2 separate regions of the Mus musculus genome follow, and region 1 is linked to region 2. Evidence: chromatin contacts called from public ChIA-PET data. All regions are on one chromosome and are shown on one strand. The core of a region is the stretch at or near the end of the contact, and the rest is flanking DNA. Distances in the headings are between cores, read along the strand shown.

The links. ChIA-PET counts read pairs in DNA pulled down with a chosen protein or histone mark.
Region 1: a contact with region 2 is called in an RNA polymerase II ChIA-PET map of memory CD8 T cells, with 22 read pairs. The contact joins two enhancer-like sites. A contact is called at or near these places in 1 of 15 datasets of contacts at CTCF or cohesin (CD8 T cells), 2 of 484 Hi-C or Micro-C datasets (Th1 cells and nephron progenitors) and 2 of 115 datasets of contacts at active chromatin or transcription factors (Th17 cells and memory CD8 T cells).

The regions. Positions count from the first base shown.
Region 1 is chr12:16,184,062-16,186,962 of GRCm38.p6, forward strand. No RefSeq gene overlaps it. Among named protein-coding and RNA genes, the nearest start is that of Gm48606, 47 kb to the right of the region's middle. Within about 2 kb of position 1,505, at least 69 of the 459 cell types and tissues checked have an H3K27ac peak or open chromatin away from gene starts, as enhancers often do. A contact at or near this core is called in CD8 T cells, Th1 cells, Th17 cells and 1 more, where this site is marked.
Region 2 is chr12:15,980,561-15,983,260 of GRCm38.p6, forward strand. No RefSeq gene overlaps it. Among named protein-coding and RNA genes, the nearest start is that of Gm36235, 34 kb to the right of the region's middle. Within about 2 kb of position 1,396, at least 32 of the 459 cell types and tissues checked have an H3K27ac peak or open chromatin away from gene starts, as enhancers often do. A contact at or near this core is called in CD8 T cells, Th1 cells, Th17 cells and 1 more, where this site is marked.

The sequences.
Region 1 (2,901 bases), core at 255-2,754, 200 kb after region 2:
GCACTGTGGTGTTTCGGGGATGCCATAGTGAGCGGAGTGTTGACAGATAGTTTACATGGTCAAGGGCAGACCCTGTCCTCATTGATAAATCCGCATTCCCAATTCTACAGACATTAGAGAGAAAAGGAAAAAAACACACAAAGGAAAAGTGGTCCTGACAACGAGAAGAATAATAAATATATAGTTGTCATAAAGAATAAGAATTGGAAATCAGGCTCCCACTCTCTTGCTTCACTGAGCCGATCTCATGGCGCTTCAGTTTCTGTATCTGAAAGCTGGGAGAAGATTATGGATCATAAGTGGCTGTGATATCTCTGGGGCGAGGAACTCCATGCTTGCTGTGTGGTATTCAGCAAATATCCACCTGTGTGCTGAATTCAAACTTGTGATATACGTATGTTCCCCTCAGAACTGTCATTGGTCTTTTCAGAAGAGTCCCTGTGCTCACTCCCTGAGGCTCAGGGAGGTGTGTTGGGAGTGACAACCATAGTTTGAAAACTTCACTCATCTTGAATGTGTATCTTTTCATAACTGGGAAACATCGTGAGCTGCAACCTCCTATGGTCTATTGACAAAATAATTGGCTCAAGCTCAGAGCATTCTTAGGATTGTTCCTTGCCTTCTTCACCATCATGATTTCAGTCTTATTATGCAACTCTGAAGGTCAAACATGTTACTGGGGATGCGATCTCACAGCACTCAGATGATGGGTAACAGTAAGGACATTTAACTCTTATTAGATTTGTATGTTTTCTTCATCACAAAGTCCCATACTTGGACTGGGGATTTGACTCACTTGGTAGAATGCTTGCTGCCCCAAGCCCTTGGTTCTGTTGCCAGCAGCACACAAACCAGGCATGCAATCCTAGCACTTAGAAGGTTCAAACAGGAGGATCAGAAGTTCAAGGTCATCGGTAGCCACTTAGTGGATTCAGGCCAGAGAGATAAACAAAAAATCCCAGGACTGCTATTCATGAGCAAGTAACAAAACTTCTCCAGCCCCAGGCTTTGAACTTTAGGAAAGGTTCAACAATGGAAGCACCAACCATGAGGTGGATTAAGCATATAAAATCCTTACTGTGTGTCCGAGGCTCGGTGTCTAGCTATTCTGGCCACTGCAGTGAAAATAAACCTAAGTACAAATTCTGCTTTTGTGATTACTGTCCCCAAGATCCAGATACATAAAAGGTTTTGGACTCCTCTTTCTCATCTGTAGAAGAGAAAATGATACTCCTATAGATTATAAAGAGTGGAAAAGACTGAAAAAAAACACAGGAATAACTCCTTTGTTTCAAGAGGATTCCTACAGAACATATTCTGTAGACCCCGAGTTACTCACCCTCAGGATTATGCCCCATATAACTGTTTTAGCCAACCAGTGAGACCTGTAAGCCCCGCACTCAGAAGGACGAGGCAACTTGAATCTGAGTTCCACGACAACCCGAGCAGCGCAGTGAGACGCTATCTCTGGAACCCAACCAACCAAGCGGCCCCTCCAGCAGGAAGTGAGTTCAGATGAGGCTAAGCCGTTTTCCCCCAACACCAGCAGAGCCCTGGGTTCCCTTATCTTGACAGCCATGTGTGTGTGAAGGAGGTCAGTTCGCACTTGCGCCTGCCTGTCAGCTATTCTTCAAGCTTCCAAAGTTTGGCTGCAGGTTGTAAAATCATATTAAGTTCTGGCAGTTTAAGAAGCGTGCCCGGAAAAATAACCAGAGCAGGAAGGAGAAGAGAAGTATTTGAAGGGCGCAGATGGATTTTGCAGCTGGGGAAGGGAACATTAGCATTAGCGAAATGTCTGTGGTGGAGCCCAGGTTTCCTTCACACAAAGGTCACATCCCTTCACTGTGAAGAGAATCATGTTGAAGGTATGATGTTGCCGTTGCACTTTATCGTTCCCCATCCTGAAAGGTTTTCATCTTGGCAGCCTTTTCCCCTCTACTAATCCAATTCTCCTTGGAAAATGTCACTCCGCTTGAATTTTCATAGCTCTTCCCCTCACTTGGGCACCTGGGAGTTCCGGATCAGAGCTGCGAAGCCCACGAGAGGAGGAGACGCATTTCATTATTGTGGGCGCCGGATGAGTTAAGCTATAAAGAAATGCCAGGCAGTTTCTTTTCTGACTTTTTCCCCTTGGTCTGTTTTTCTACATCAGGCTGTCTCTATTGTATAGGCTAGATGGTCAGCGGAAAGTGCAGCTGCCCTCTCACGGGGGAGTGACAAGATGAGACACACATAGGGACTGTCAGCTGACCCTAAATACCATTCTAAGGAAAGAACGGGATTGGCCATGGAAGAAGAAACCTCTTCCGGAGCTTCACACCACACCAAGCTCTGCACAAAAGGGGGAGTTAGACAAACTGCTTAAAGTCAGTGGGCAGTGAAAAGAAGCTGGAAGCGAGCAGACCCAGACCTCATTGTCTCTCACATGTACCCAGTACCACAACCCCACAGAACATTTCTGTGGGCATGGCACCCTGGAAGAAGAAAACTTGACTTAAAATGTAGTCGATTTGGTTATTTTGTGGCATTAGGGATCTGGAGCTCCATCCCACAAGATCTCCATATAAGCAGACACCACACACAGCCCAGTGGATGTGGTTCCGAAGGAAATACTTTCCTTCATTTTTAAAAAATACTCATTCTGAGATTCACACAGAGCAGTTAATTCTCCGTGACCGGGTGTAGCTCATGTAAGACACTGATGGAGCTGGACACTGAGACAGAAAGCAAAACCAAGCCAACTCCAAAAGATCCAAAAGCATGCATGGTAAATTCTCTGACCACTGTATCAGTCCAGACGGAGCAAACCCCGAAGGACCCAAGCCTCTGTGTATTTACAGATTCAGCAGCTTGGTAAATAATCTGGAAGTCAAAATGGGAGATCACAGCAGAGCTCAGGAG
Region 2 (2,700 bases), core at 146-2,645:
CAAGTCTAAATTTTCTTGTGGCTCTTCTATCTGCCTCTAATCTAGGATTTGGTTAGACTGACCTGAGACAGTATATTTCATTTCCTTCAGAACCAAGGGCCCATTTACACTCTGGCAAATCTTCTCCTCCACGATACACAGCAGATTCTGGCAGAAAAAGATGCCCTTTAGCGGCAGAGGGCAGGTGTTTAGATAGTTACCATGGCCAGGTGTCTGTTTCCTTCCCACTTGCTTAGATGTCACTGCCTTTTGAAAAACACATTTCTGTTTATTTAATTGAAAATATTCTACACATGCAAGCTAACAAGCATGATAGCAACCAGCATTCACAGCTGTTCCCCCCTCCCCCACTTTATTTTAATTGAAGTGGACGCTGCTCATAATTATCAAGTCCATTCTGAATTCTTGAAGGTCATAGGCAGAAAAAAAAACTCTTGGTGTCAGTAAATATTCACTCAGCTGTTTGTGGATGTTGGTGAGTGTGAGTAACTGCGAGAAATGGGGAAGGGGTGAGATTATTGATGATCTTTTCATGATCCTGGTTAACGTTAAAGGGGAGTTAGGATCGGCAGAGCTGTTCTAGTTTGTAAGCTGTTAGGTGCTGGAGCTGGCTGCAGTGACCTCAGAAATCATCTTCCCGTTCACTCTGACAGACAATGTTTCCCTGAGCTGCTGACTTCTCACTGCTATAGAAGGGGTGGGCTGCTTACAAGGGAAGCTAGGAAAAGGAGAGTGTAGAATAGATCACAGCTCTAGTCGTGTAGACCCAGTTTAGTTCACAAGTCACTGAAGCACTGAAGGCATATTTTTATCCCCAGAGCCCCACACTGCCACTAAACAGAGTTCGGGTAAACCAAATTGGCATCCTGGACTAAAGGGTCAGAGTTTCGCAGTCTGAAAGCCAGAAAGTAGCAGCTGATGAGGGCTTCACAGAGGGCCTGGGGACAGTCAGGCTTTCAGTCCATCTGTCTGTCCTTCCCTCACCCCCCCCCACTCCCACTTCCCTTCCATTTTAGCTCTCCATATGCTTATTTGTGACACCTGGATAAGCATTTAATACACATGTGTTTCTCTAACTCAATATTTAATGAGAATCACACAGACTTTTCAAAAGCTTTAGAAGAGATCAAAGGACCAAAGCAAACATCCCTGGGCAGGGGCTGGGGGTGGTCAGTCCTTGGGGAGAGCTCACATCCAGACGTAGAAGGCTTCCTTGCCTGTTAATGGCCCAGGAAATGTCTTCCATGCAAGAAAGAACAACTATCCCTTCTGCTGATATATAGGACAGCATGCCAATTTAAACTCAGATTTTAAAAATGTTTCCTTTTACACTGGCAACCCCCCACTTCCTGCAGCAATCTTTCTCACTCTGTGCCCTCAGCCAGCTTGTTTCCATTCCATAACACTCAGCTCAAACCTCACCTCAGGGGAAGCTCATCACTCACAGCAAGTGGTTCTTCCAGAACTTTCCTCTAGCTCTTGGAGGGAGAATTGTAAGAGACTCTGCCTTATTGATTTCCCCATCCAGTTCAGTACCTGTAAAGAGTTCTCCCCAGAGATTATCAACTGATTAAATCAGGGGGTGAATGAATAATTGAGAAGTTATTCTCTGCATTTGAATTTCTGGTAGATGGAGCAACTCCAAGCCTGTCTCACCTAACTCATTCACATTTCCCAGTAAGATGATCATAAGAGGCCTGATTTCTAGAATTTTCAAATTCTCCTGAGCTTTGGGGTCAGAGCCATGGAGTAATCTGAAATAATAGACCTAATATCACACGCCCAGTTGCTTAACGGAATTATGGTATGAAAAAACTTCTTCCGGGTTCTCAGGACGTGGACCAGTGGGCGTGACTTTTCCAAGGATCTATGAACAACTGTCTGGTTCCACAGTCAGGGCACAGAAAGCAGACCAAGGAACAATTACACCTAATTACAGCTTGGTGGACCAATGAGGCTGCTGAACTTACAGATATACAGATGTTTCCAAGACAGTTGTCACTGAAAAGCCCCACCCAGCACAGGCTATGTCCCCAGAGCTCTGGCTGCCCTTGACATTCCTGCTTGAGGCTCTGAGTGTTAAGATTTCAGCTGTGTCCCACTGCACTCAGCTTAATTTTCTTATAATTTCTGGTATCCATTTTTAATACTTTTCTTCGTTTGTTCTTGCAGAAATATCTCTCTCTTCCCCCTGCCCTCTGTCTGTGTGTGTGTGTGTATGTGAGTGTGGTGTATGTGTGTCTGTATGTGTATCTATATGTGTGTGTGTGGTATACGATATGTGTGTGTATGTGTCTGTATATACGTATGTATTGTGGTATATTTGCATGTGTGTGTATGTATAAGTGTGGTGTATGTGTGTGTATGTGTGGTGTATGTGTGTGTATGTGTACCTGATTATATAATCATTTGATATACATTTTTATATTCATTCCCCAAATCCTCAAACCAAGTATAGTTGCAGCTGTATTCGCTAAAATATATTTGTTTTTAAATTTTATGTATATGAGTAATTTGCCTGAAAATATGTGCACCACATGTATGTGTGTACCTACAGAGATCAGAAAAGGGAATCAGAGCCCCTGAAACTGGAGTTATGGATGGCTTTGAAACACTATGTCAGTGCTGGGAACTAACCCCAGGTCCTCTGCAAGAGCAACATCTATTCTGAATTGCTGGGTCATCTCTCCAGCCCCTAAC